4 separate regions of the Sus scrofa genome follow, and regions 1, 2 and 3 are each linked to region 4. A link is a contact called in public Hi-C and promoter capture Hi-C data. All regions are on one chromosome and are shown on one strand. The core of a region is the stretch at or near the end of the contact, and the rest is flanking DNA. Distances in the headings are between cores, read along the strand shown.

Evidence for each region. Promoter capture Hi-C pulls out the DNA fragments that hold promoters and counts their contacts. Hi-C and Micro-C count contacts between places; a contact is called where the count stands out from the background.
Region 1: a promoter capture Hi-C map of fetal liver shows a contact between it and region 4, with 7 times the contacts expected there. The contact joins the promoter of AKIRIN2 here to the promoter of RNGTT in region 4. A contact is called at or near these places in 2 of 5 promoter capture datasets (fetal liver and liver), 1 of 47 Hi-C or Micro-C datasets (heart right ventricle) and 1 of 2 datasets of contacts at active chromatin or transcription factors (skeletal muscle).
Region 2: a Hi-C map of embryonic fibroblasts shows a contact between it and region 4, with 2.4 times the contacts expected there. The contact joins the promoter of LYRM2 here to the promoter of RNGTT in region 4. A contact is called at or near these places in 1 of 5 promoter capture datasets (liver), 2 of 47 Hi-C or Micro-C datasets (embryonic fibroblasts and subcutaneous adipose tissue) and 1 of 2 datasets of contacts at active chromatin or transcription factors (skeletal muscle).
Region 3: a contact with region 4 is called in a promoter capture Hi-C map of liver, with 6 times the contacts expected there. The contact joins the promoter of CASP8AP2 here to the promoter of RNGTT in region 4. A contact is called at or near these places in 1 of 5 promoter capture datasets (liver) and 2 of 47 Hi-C or Micro-C datasets (heart right ventricle and liver).

The regions. Positions count from the first base shown.
Region 1 is chr1:56,068,153-56,071,160 of Sscrofa11.1, reverse strand. It overlaps AKIRIN2 (akirin 2), which reads left to right and starts at 1,579. Exons shown (of 5, transcript NM_001278752.1): 1 at 1,579-1,813. The coding sequence starts at 1,579.
Region 2 is chr1:57,653,222-57,656,388 of Sscrofa11.1, reverse strand. It overlaps LYRM2 (LYR motif-containing protein 2), which reads left to right and starts at 1,494. Exons shown (of 3, transcript XM_003121299.4): 1 at 1,494-1,609; 2 at 2,262-2,402. The coding sequence starts at 1,565.
Region 3 is chr1:57,832,807-57,835,775 of Sscrofa11.1, reverse strand. CASP8AP2 (CASP8-associated protein 2) reads right to left here and starts at 1,525. Exons shown (of 11, transcript XM_005659298.3): 1 at 1,436-1,525.
Region 4 is chr1:57,060,094-57,063,281 of Sscrofa11.1, reverse strand. RNGTT (mRNA-capping enzyme) reads left to right here and starts at 1,297. Exons shown (of 16, transcript XM_021089928.1): 1 at 1,297-1,577. The coding sequence starts at 1,514.

The DNA.
Region 1 (3,008 bases), core at 330-2,829, 990 kb after region 4:
TTTGATAATATAGCATTCACGTAGATAACTAGTTTTGTATTGGATTGGTGATAGCTTCCATAGGCAAAGGACTGATGACAGTTTTTCACATAAATCATTTTATAATTAATGCTTTATTTGATTTCTATTTTAGGTACCTGATTAGAAATATAACTTCTAGGAAATTTTTTTTTTCTTCTTACAAAATGGGTCCCAAATGGGTCTACTCCCTAGACATTTCATTGTCTTTTAATTTTTACCATTCGTTAAGATATACACCAGTATTCAACAGAGACAGTACAATTTCTGATGTCACTAGCTTTTTATCCAAGGCAAAACAATTTACATCTGCGTGTCGTTCAAACCCTTTTCATTTAAAGGGTAAAGCGGAATTTAATAAGTGGATGCAAGCAGCTACCTGGGAAGGGCAAAGCATCGAGTACAATCAAGGTTCCCGTAACCTGATACTATTACTGTTGTTCTCTTGCAGTCCTAAATAGGTTCCATAATCTTATTATTTCCTAGCCCCTCCATGTGACAGGTTGTGTCTTGGCCACTCTTATTATCAAAACTAATCTGTCTTGAGTTGTTAGGTGGGATTAGCTTTCTCTTTCTCGGTTGTTCAATCACTGTAGGAGCGGTACCAGGACAACTATGTCCTGAAATTTAAAGGTGGTTTTGTTGTTGCTGTTGTTGTTGTTGTTTTTAAAGCCTGCTTTCCCCACTGGTTGGCTTTCCTTTTTTCCCACTCTCTCTGAGCCTTTTCTTTTTTTCTCTTTCGCTCAGTTCCTTTTACATTCAAGCTGTGTAGGGGGATTTAAATTCCGATCCGGAACTCGGAATCGTGCGCCTTGAATGACGGGAGTCGTAGTTTCCGTGACTCCTCCCTAACCGCTTCTCACGCCGATTCTTCCGTAGAGTGAAAAACTACAAATCCCAGAATGCACATTTGGGTCGCCCACCCTCTATGCGCACGCGCCTTGAGGCCGCAGGATTTGAATCGGCGGCGTTGTTATTGACGCCATATTGGGGCCGGCGGCGGGTGGAAGAGTCGTACAGTGGAGGGGTTAGCGGCTGGACGTGTTCGCCTGAGCTCCTGCCGCCGCCGCCACCTCACAATCCTGCCGCATCGACCGCCGCTCTCTAGCTTCTGACCCTGTCTCGACGGGGGGCGGGGGTCTTAGGAGCCGTGTCCCAGCCTCACACCTCACGGGGCTGGTATCGACTTCTGAAGGAACCGGTCTCAGCGCAGGAGCGCCTCGGGCGCGGCGCAAAGCCCGAACGGACGGCGGGGGCGGCTGGAGCCTCTCCCGGGGGAGCCGCGCCTGAGGAGGCGGAAGAGCCCCCCTGACGCGGCCGGCGTGAGCTGCTGCCACCGCCCCTCCCGTTCTCGCCCCGGCCGGCCTGGGCCACTGCCCCTGCCGCTGAGGCGGCGGCGGCGGCGGCTCTGCTCCCCTCGTCGGCGCTCCGCCATCCGCCTCTCCGCTCTAGAGCCGGTCGGTTAGGCTCTTCGGGGCCTCGCTCTCCCCCCTTCCCTTGCCCTCCCCTCCCGTACCCCTCCTCTACCCCACCCAAGCCCGGCTCCCCGGCGGCCCGGCCATGGCGTGCGGAGCTACTCTGAAAAGGACTCTGGATTTCGACCCGCTGCTGAGCCCAGCGTCCCCAAAGCGGAGGCGATGTGCGCCATTGTCGGCGCCCACCTCGGCTGCCGCCTCCCCGTCGTCGGCGGCCGCGGCCACAGCCGCCTCCTTTTCGGCCGCCGCCGCCTCGCCGCAGAAGTATCTCCGAATGGAGCCGTCTCCCTTCGGCGACGTCTCCTCCCGCCTCACCACAGGTGGGACTCGGCTCTGCGGCCGCCGGTTCGGGGGGTGGGGTGCGGGGGAGAAGAGAGGACAGGGTCCTGGGGCGCGGGATGCGGCCACGAGGCTGGGGGTGCTGGACTGCTCCCCGTTCTTAGCAGAGTCCTCGGGCGACCACGTTTCTTTTAATCTCCTCCGGTCTTAGAGACACAATAGAAACGGCCTGATGTCAAGGGGGGGAGGTCAGGGTGGGGGTGGGTAGGGGCCATTCCTTGTCGGGTATTGTGGGGAAGAGGAAGATCTTTTTCTTGGGTCTGAATGACTGGAATCGAACGTTTCCGTAGTCTGGAGAGCCCCAGCGGAAATGATCAGAGAGGGTGCTACACGGAAATACAGGCAGGAGAAGGGTCACACATTTCGCCCCAATCTCAATGGCTGTCTTCCTGAATCGATTGGTTGCACCTATTAACTCTGGGACTGGGTGGTTTGAGGAGAGGCAGCAGCCCCTCCTCCGGTTCAGACATGGCTGATTTTAGTACCGAGGGGGTGGGGGGTGGGGAGGAATGTCACTGGGGCGAGATCTAGGCCTGTCATTAATCACCCACAAGAACGCCACTTTGGCTGAGTCAAGACCTGTTTCCCTAGCAGGGTCAACAACAAAGAAAATGCTCTTCCCGAGTACTGTAATATGATCAAACTATACGTCTAGACCTTGAGAAACTTGAACTTTTAATGAAAAGCAAATTGTATTGAAAATCGGGGTTGAGTAGGTGCTTTTAGTTGGAAGTGCTTTATTTCTGCCCAGAAGAGTAGTTGGAAGAAAAAAACCTAGGCCTTGAGACTAGTAAAGAAATAAACTCAAGATTCCGAGGGACTTAAGACTATTTTTGCTTTTCATCTTGAAGCATTTCCTGAAAGTGACCACGGGGAAATACCTCTTGGCTGCTTTGTACTGCATGTGTATGTCCAGTTTTTTCTGTACTTTGAAAATCCTCATGCGCCCCTGGCACACAAGGGATAGGATAGCTTTTGTGGACTGGTAGTGTAAATGTTTCCTTTGTGTGTAGCACGCAAAGGTTTCATGTGTGAGCCTTTGGTAATAATATGATCTGTAGACAAAGCCTTTTCATAGCTTGATTTACTTGTTTCTTTTTGGTTGGCTTAAAAAAATCTTCAGTATTTACCTCTGTTTGGTAACTTCCATTTGGAATTGACTTAGTTTTGTTTTTT
Region 2 (3,167 bases), core at 245-2,744, 590 kb before region 4:
CCAGGGATTAGATTCAAGCCACAGCTGAGACTCCATCACAGCTGCAGCAATGCCAGATCCTTAACCCACTTGTGCTGGGCTGAGGATCAAACCCATGGCACCACAGCAACCAGAGCAGTAGCATTCCTAATCCACTCATTGTGCCACAGAGGGAACTCCCTGTATTTTAAGTAGGAACAATTCCATTTTATTTTTATATTTTTGGAGTTTTTAGGGCTGCATCCCTGACATACAGAGGTTCTCAGGCTAGGAGTTGAATTGGAGCTGCAGCTGCCGGCCTGCACCACAGCCACAGCAACCCCAGATCCGAACCATGTCTTCGGCTTACACCTCACGGCAAGGCCAGATCCTTAACCCACTGAGCAAGGCCAGGGATTGAATTGCAGCCGCATGGATACTAGTATGGTTACCGCTGAACCAAAATGGGAATTCCATAATTCTATTTTTAAAAGTAGGAAGGATTCACTAACCCCACTTGCAGTTAATATAACCTAAGAGTCTATAGAGTGTGCTGAGGGGAGGCTAAAACAAGTACAGGGAAATAAAATCTTAAGGTATAGGGATATTCAGTTCCTTGTTATTTGGGATACAAAAATTCATAAAACTGCAATGGGGCAAGCATTGTTTTTTTGGTCTTTTTGCCTTTTCTAGGGCCACTTCCTGTGGCATATGGAGGTTCCCAGACTAGGGGTCTAATCGGAACTGTAGCCACCGGCCTGAGCCAGGGCCACAGCAACGCGGGATCCGAGCCGCGTCTGCGGCCTACACCACAGCTCACGGCAATGCTGGATCATTAACCCACTGAGCAAGGGCAGGGACCGAACCCGCAACCTCATGGTTCCTAGTCCGATTCGTTAATCACTGCACCACGACCGGAACTCCTGGGGCAAGCATGTAAAGACTTGTTAACTAATTACTATTACTACGACTACAGTGCCCAGAAAAAGGCTCGAAAAAGAACAGGATGAAAACTAGAAAAAAGAAAGAGCAAGACGCTAAATTTAAGAGAAATTGGTATTTTATATTTTACTGTATATATATATATATATATATATATATTTTTTTTTTTTTTTGCTTTTTAGGGCTACACCTGCAGCATATGGAAGTTCCCAGACTAGGGGTCAAATCGGAACTACAACTGCCAGCCTATGCCACAGCCACAGTAACGCGGGATCCAAGCAGGGTCTGCAACCCACATCAGAGTTCACGGCTTAGTATTCTAAATTATATATACTAAATCTTAAAAGGAATACAGTCGTTTCTCCCCTCACTTCCCAAAACCTTAACTTAAACTTCTTAACCACATGCCAGGATCTGTGCTAAATACCTTGCTACTATTTCATTCTCATAACAATCTGAAAAAACTGTTGTTTCACGGATGAGAAAACTTGGCTGATAACTACTTGACTACAAACCCTTGGCCTTCAGAGAGACCGCGGGGCTCTCCAGGCCTAGGCACAAGCTGCAGGCCGTCTCCCAGGAAACCGAGCTCGCCCCGCCCCCTCACTGCCTCACGTCCGCTCCTGCGCGCTGGGGCCCTGGAGAACCAAGCTGACTGGAGGACATGGCCACTTCTCGCTTACCCCCAGCGACGCTAACGCTAAAACAGGTACCAGCTGTTCTCGCCGGCCTCTTAGGGCAGCTTTCCGGTGAGCCGAGCTAAGCTCGATTCTCCACGCTCCCAGAACCCAGTCTACAGAGTGGGCCTCTGGACGACCAGGCGGGTGACCCTAGCGCGCCGCACTCTGATTGGCACGGGCATGGGGGCGGGGCTTCGAGCCGCGCAGCCAACAGGAAGCGCAGGGGGGCGGGGCGACCCTTCAGTCCCTGATTTGGGAGGCAGGTCAGGCTTTGTGTTTCTGTGCCCCGACACCTCAGCTGCCCAGCGGCCACGGTAAAGACTATTCTGCCTGTTCTGAGCTTTGGGAAGGAGCAGATGCGGTTACCAAGGGATTTTTAACTACTTCCTTAATTTAGGAAAATTATTCTTGCAGTGGTTACAGTTTCTAGGAGACTGGTAGCCCTTTTCTGCCCAGTGGGCAGCTTTCGAGGTTAAGGGTTCTTATGTTTGACAAAGGAGCAAGCAAACAGACCAGATAAACTTACTGCTGCTGTTTTCTTAAAGGGGGGGGGTTGTTTTTCTTTGCCCCTTTTAAAACTGAGGACCAAAGCGAAGTCATCCAGTAAGTTTGGTTTGCTAAAGTAAAGCCCTCGGCTGTGGACGGTGCAGCTCTAATTGCCATTTCTACTCTCCTGACCAGTTCATGAGAAGGCAGCAAGTTCTCCTCCTCTACAGAAGGATTTTGCAAGCAATTCGGCAAGTTCCAAATGATTCTGATCGCAGATACCTGAAGGACTGGGCAAGGGAAGAATTCAAAAGAAACAAAAATGCCACCGAAGAGGTGAGACCAAGATGATAGTGAGGGAGGGCCCTGGCCCTTTTGTATTGATTAGTGAGTTTTTTAAAAAAGTCTAGTAGATATCTTGGACTTTATCACTGAGATGGTGTATCTTGATTATTGTTCTTAATACTACTTATTTTTCACTTTCTTAAAAGAAATTTTAACTTTTACAAACTTTGCTGAATCTACACTCCACAGTATCATCACCCGACTTTTCTGGTAAACTAACTGCACACACACAGGAAAAGATAAAAATTAGAGCATGATGATTTGGGAAGTACATCAGGGGTGTATGAAGGAACGGCACACCTGTGAACTGAAGTTTGGCGCTTGCCGTCAGCCTCTACATGGATTAAATTATGCAGCTGCCAACCCATAGTACTCCGCGTGGAGCTCGGTGAAAATCAGGAGTGAAGCACTCTGTGCTCTGGGAAAACTGGAAAACAGGTCTTCAGATAGATATTTTTAGAAGATTTTATGTGCCCAATTCTTGCATCTCCTCATATATAGAAAAACACTAGGAGTTCCTCTCGTTCCTGTCGAATCCGACAAGGAACAATGAGGTTTCAGGTTGGATCCCTGGCCTCACTCAGTGGGTTAAGGATCCAGCACTGCCGTGAGCTGTGGCATCGGTCAAAGATACGGCTTGGATCCTGCATTGCTGTGGCTGTGGTGTAGGCCGTAGGCTACAGCCCCAGTTGGACCCCTAGCCTGGGAACTCCATATGCTGCAGGTGTGGCCCTAAAAAAGCCAAAAAAAAAAAAA
Region 3 (2,969 bases), core at 276-2,775, 770 kb before region 4:
GTCATTGGGAGTTCCCGTCCTGGCGCAGTGGTTAACGAATCCGACTAGGAACCATGAGGTTGTGGGTTCGATCCCTGGCCTCACTCAGTGGGTTAAGGATCTGGCATTGCCGTGAGCTGTGGTGTAGGCCACAGATGTGGCTCGGATCCCTGCTGCTGTGGCGTAGGCCGGTGGCTACAGCTCCGATTAGACCCCTAGCCTGGGAACCTCCATATGCTGCGGGAGAGGCCCTAGAAAAAGCAAAAAGACAAAAAAAAAAAAAAAAAGATTCTGATATAAGTTTCCTTAAAAAAAAATTGAGGGAATGAAACGAACATTTGTATAGAAAAACAAAAACATTTGTAGAGTCAGGGAAGAGGGTATTTTTAGGTTCATGTGAAAGGCTTAATCTAATACAGTGAGATCCCTAAAGAGATGTAAGGGTAAAAGAATTAAAAAAGCCATATATATACTGTACATTATGTACCGATCTAATACTCTAAATACAATATTAATTTACTTTAAATCTTGACAAAAGTCCTACAAGGTACATACCATTATTTTTCCCAATTTACTGATGAGGAAACGGATAAGAAAAAAAGACTTGCCCCACGGTCAAACATCTGGTAAAAGGATAGGATCCCAGCTGTCTCTAAAGCATGATGACAAAATCAAGAATATCACATTAGAAAAAAGAGTGTAAATTTTTTTAAGGGACGAGCTCTTGTAAAATGGCAAGAAACGTATTAGATAATTGGGAATGGGAGGATTTTCTCCCAGAAGGCCTCTGTCCGCCCCCTAATCAAAGAGGGCTTAAGTGAGATGGGGGAAGGGTCTTGAAGAGAGGCAAAAGGTTTGGAGCTGGAGCTGTGGAGAATGGGAAAGACCAGGGAAGAGCTACCTTGACGCCTGAAGCACAAATCCTGAAACTCTGAGAATTCCATGTTCACATTTGATTTAGGGCCTATTATGTGTTAGGCATGGTTCTAGTGCTGTAGAGATTAAGATAAACAACTTTTCTGGGCGTAACTATCTCAGAAACAACCCGCATCAGTGATCACCAGACCCAGGGAAAACCATTCCTCCAAAGAACCCCAAAAGCTTTTAAAGAATACCTTCCCAGGAGAAGGTAACTGGGGGGAGGGGCAGGAAGCGAAGTCGAAAGGACAATTCCTACCTGCGCTCTCCCTCGCCCCCTCCCCCTTCCAGATCCTCTCGAGGGACCACAGAGGTATTGGGGGGCGAGCCCAGAAGCTACCTCCGAAGGCGGTGGGAACGCGGCTACCTGGGGGCCCCAGACAGCAGGCGCGCCCTCCCTCCACCAACTCCGCGCTCCCTTCGACTCCTTGCTTCCCGGATGCCGCCGGCCTCCGCTGGCCTCCACGCAGACCACTACTGTGCGATGCAACGTCTTCTCCAGCAGCTCGGGACAGAACCGACCCCTACATCAACTTACCCGCCCCGCCTGGCCCAAAGCGGCCGGGATCCTTTCTGGACACCAAGGTCTCCCTCTCATCTCCACCAATGCCAGGGCGCTATCAGCACGCGGAGGCGGGACAGAGCGACCATGGCCAATCAGATCAGACGCAAAGCACGTCCCGGCGCACATTACTAGTTCCCGCCTTTGGGAGGGATTAAAAAAAACACGATTGGCGCCAAACTCTCACAGTCTTCTAGGGAGTTTAAAGAAAAGGGGCGGGGCCTGAGCTGGCGGGCCGAAGGGGCGAGGTCTCACTACGGAAGGGGCAGGACCTTGGCTGAGGTAGGGGCGGGGTCCGGAAGAAGCCTTTTCACGACAGGAAAAGTAAGCTCTGAGAAGAGCCTGTCACTTATTTAGCTATTAATTCTATTGACTGTCAACCGCGTGCTAGGCTGGTGCTGGGCGCTGTCTCTATAACGATGAGCAAGCACTGTTTACTGAATGATGAGCAATTTATTTCAAGGAGTTAGGAGCTTCGAGGAGGGGATACCAGTCCAGTGGGGTGGGAGGGAGAGGAGTGCTTTTTTAGAGGTAAAAGACCTGAATTGTCTTTTAGTAAGCACCTGGGGGAATCTGAGGTGCGGGTAGGGTCTAGCCTCTGGAGGCGGAGCCTGCGCGATTGATTGGTGGGGAAATAAAGCCAAGCCAACTTCCGCCGCTACCTCATCTAGGGATGTGGTTTTGATTCCTAGTCTTTTACTTATGTTTGTCCATTTTAACAACTTGCAACTGGCATAACATAACAAGTTATATTTTTCAGAAAGGGTCCCGTTTGGGAAAATATGTTCTGGAAGAATACTGGTTTCCTAGATTCTCCTCCAACCACCTTTGCTTCTGAAGAGAAGTTAGCTAGCCAGAAGCATTCCAGGTAGTGGAAACTGAGAAAGGGTAGAAGGTGTGCAATCAGCAGGCATTCATAGTTGCTGGAGCATAAAGTGTGAGATGAGGCTGGAGAGGGAGTCAGAAGCCAGACCTTGAAGGGCCACATATATGTCATAGAGCCTGGAATTCACCTTTAGATGACGAGGTATGGGGGAACACCGAAGGATTTTTAAGTTTGGGGTGGTCATAATCTGATTTACATTAGTAAGATCTGTTGGCCTTGAGAAGGAGGGTTTTGAGATGGTATTGCAGGGACCCAGGCTAGATAAGAAGAGGACCTAAGGGAGATGGCAAGTAGACAAGGGGACTGATTTTAGAATATTTAGGAGGTAAAATTGACAAAACTTAGCAGTTGATTGAATCCTGTTTTTCAGTATGAGTGCTTAATGATAGAATTCATCAAAAAAATATTTGTTGGGGGTATTCCCATTATGGCTCAACTGTAACGAATCTGACAAGTATCTGTGAGGATGCAGGTTCTATCCCTGGCCTCTCTCAGTGGGTTAAGGATCCAGCGTTGCCATGAGCTGTGGTGTAGATCACAGAGGAGCCTCAAATCTGGCATGGCTGTGGCTGTGGCGTAGGCTGGCAGCTTCAGCTCTGATTTGAACCTTAGCCTGGGAAACTT
Region 4 (3,188 bases), core at 48-2,547:
GTCATCCCCAGGAAGGGAAAGTGAGGTATTTTCCCAGGACCAGGCTCACCTTTTCCATCCTTGGAGATTTGGGGAATCAAACATTGCACCACTCTGGGCTTGGTACCAACTCTGTCCTGCCAGCAGAAGATAGAACAGGGCATCATCTGGGCAGATTGCTGCTCTGTAAGGAAACAGGCTTATCTGGTCCTGTCGGCAGAGGAATGATGTTTTTTCCCCAAAGATCTCAGCAGATGTAACCACAGCACAGATCGCCAGGATGACCTAACTCAGGCTCTCTCAGAGAGACAGCCATTGGGCCCTCTCTATTTACTGGGAGGATTCTGATCTTACTGAGATCGTCCAGGCATTCAAGGGCTGAACTGTTGGGCCAGTTTCCCATCGACGCTTTATGATGCCTTCTCCCAAACCTCAAGCTCTTGCAGGTCAGATATAGCACAGGTACTTAAAACCAAACTGCTGAGTTATAACTTGCCAGCATCCAGCTTCATATGTAATACTTTAACTAAATTAGTCTGGTAACTTGCTAATGGACATAGTTTATAAAGCGCCTCCAGTCACCCGTGTTTAACTCGAAGGGAGAGACAGTTTGGTAAAGCAGAGAACACCGCCATGTAGTGGTACTCTGCTCTCCGATTCCTGCCTTTGCCAATTATACACATTAGTAATTTTGAGACATGGACCCTCTGAGACTCCCAAATATGATATAAAATTTTCTCTAGAAATGTACAGACAAAACTCATAAAAAATGTTTTGGGATTAATTTCAGATGTTTCATGGATCCCTAGAAGTACTCTGAAAAAAAGAAACTCATTTCCGATGCTCCAGTCTCTCGCCCTTAGAATTTCTCTAAAGCTGGTTTCCCTAATCCACGGCAGAAAGAACTTTCCAAATTCCCATTCAAACTCAGATTCTGTCGGGACGCCAAATTTGACCGAGGAATGGCGATCAGGCCCTTGAGCTATGACAACAGAGGAAAGGCCCCTTTCTTAGTAAAACGGATGCATTTATGAAATCTGCGGACCAGTCTACGTGTGGAAAGAGGCTTGGTTTCACGATTTCTGGAGTCTCCATTTGCTGCCTAGAAAGGAAAATAAGAGTCGCCCTGCGGGACTCCAAACTGTGGCAGCAGCGCATGCGTGGAACCACCCTAAGAAAGGGGCTGGGATGGGACCCGCGCGGGGCGGGTCGAAGGAAGACCGCCCCTTTAGTTCTGGGCGTTAACTCCTTCCCACCCCTCCCCCGAGCTGTCTCTCTTCACCTCTGACCTCGGAAAGAAGTGGGTGGGGCCTTTGGGGGCGGAAGTAGCGGTGCATTGTGGGTTAGTCTAGAGTTGAGCGGAATGAAAGTGGCGCGCGGTCGCTGACAGTAGCCCGGGTCGGGGCTGCTCGGGTTCGGACGCTGGCCGGGATTCGGGTGCCTCGGACCTCGGGTGCAGAGCGAACCGCGAGGAGGCGGCGGCGGAGGCGCGGCGAGCGTTGGTGGAGGGGGCGGCTGTGCGCGGCCCCAAGACATGGCTCACAACAAGATCCCGCCGCGGTGGCTGAACTGTCCACGGCGAGGCCAGCCGGTAGCAGGTAAGCGGGACGGGGGGGTGGCGTTCGAGTGCCTGAGCACCCGCGGGTCCATGGGTGGGCTGAGGGGGCGCAGCTTGCGATAGTTCAGTGTCTGGTGGTGGTGTTTCAGGACCGAGATGTGCTCGGTCCGATGAAGCTTCGTGGATGAGTGTTTGGGAACCTGGACCGGAGCAAGTGGGGGCACTTGTCAATATCCAGTAAGGCTGAGTGTTGCCATCGGGAAGGTAGATAGGGGGTTTGTGTGGCAGGAGCTGAGGACTAAAGAACTCAGTGGGCAATACTTTTCAGCTTAGGAGTTTGTGAAAGGTTCTCGGAAGGGGAGGGGACAAGTGTCAGTTTTGAGATGAAGGAGGTTGCTAAAGAGGAGGAGGAGGGGCAGTTTTTAAGCGGTGAAATTGATCTACACTGAGACTGGAGGTTTGTTTTTGTTTTGTTTTGATTTTTTTTTAACATGACTCACGTTGAGGGCTTTTTCATCTTTGACTTTGACACAACAGACTTTAAATTTAAAGCCTGATAAATTTTGACTTCCACGCGCGCAGGTACACACACACCCTGTGAATCACAATCAAGGTAGTAAACACATTCAGCACCTTTTATGGTTTCCTCCTGCGTTTTGTGATCTCCCCCGCGCCCTCAACCAGTGATCTGCTTTCTGTCGCGGTAGATTTAGTTTGCATTTTGTATGCTCTTTTTTGGGGGGGGGGAATCCTCTGTTTTCTTTCACTCAGCATTACTGTTTTGAGATTTATGCATGTTCTGGTATGTATCAATAGTTCGCTCTTTTTATTTCTTAGTATTCTGTTGTTATGAATACAGATTAGTTTATCCATTTACTTTTTGATGGTCCTTTGGGTTGTTTCCAGTTTTTGACAGTTGCAGACTAATTTGCTGTGAACATTCACCTACCTTTCTTTGTATGCACATGTGCTTTCATTTCCCCTGTGTAAATTTTTAGGAGAGCAATGCATCATATGGTATGTGTGCATTTAACCTTAAAAAATACCAAATTCTTTCCCACAGTTATAATATTTTGCATTCCTGCTATCAGTGTATGAGAGTTCTGTTTGCTCCACATCCTCTTGGACACTTGATTTGATCAGTCTTTTAAATTTTACCCACTCTAATAGCTGTTTAGTACTTATTACGGTTTGATGTTGAGCATCTTTTTATGTGCTTCTTGGCAATTCATGTATTATCTTTTGCAAAGTTTCCAAATCTTTTGCTGACTTTAATTTTTTATTTTTTATTTTTGTCTTTTTAGGGCCGCACCTGTGACATATGGAGGTTCCCAGGCTAGGGGTCCAATCAGTTACAGCTGCCAGCCTACACCACAGCCACAGCAACGTCGGATCCTAACCCAATCGTCGACCTACACCACAGCACACAGCTCACTGCAACTCAGTATCCTTAACCCACTGAGCGAGGCCAGGGATGGAACTGCCACCTCATGGTTCCCAGTTGGGTTAGTTTTCACTTTGCCACCATGGGAACTCCTCTTGCTAACTTTAAAAATTGTGTTGTTTATCTTATTTTTGGGTTGTTAGTGTTTTTTTTTTTTTTTTTTGGAACTGTTTTATTTATTTATTTATTTATTTTTGTCTTTTTGCT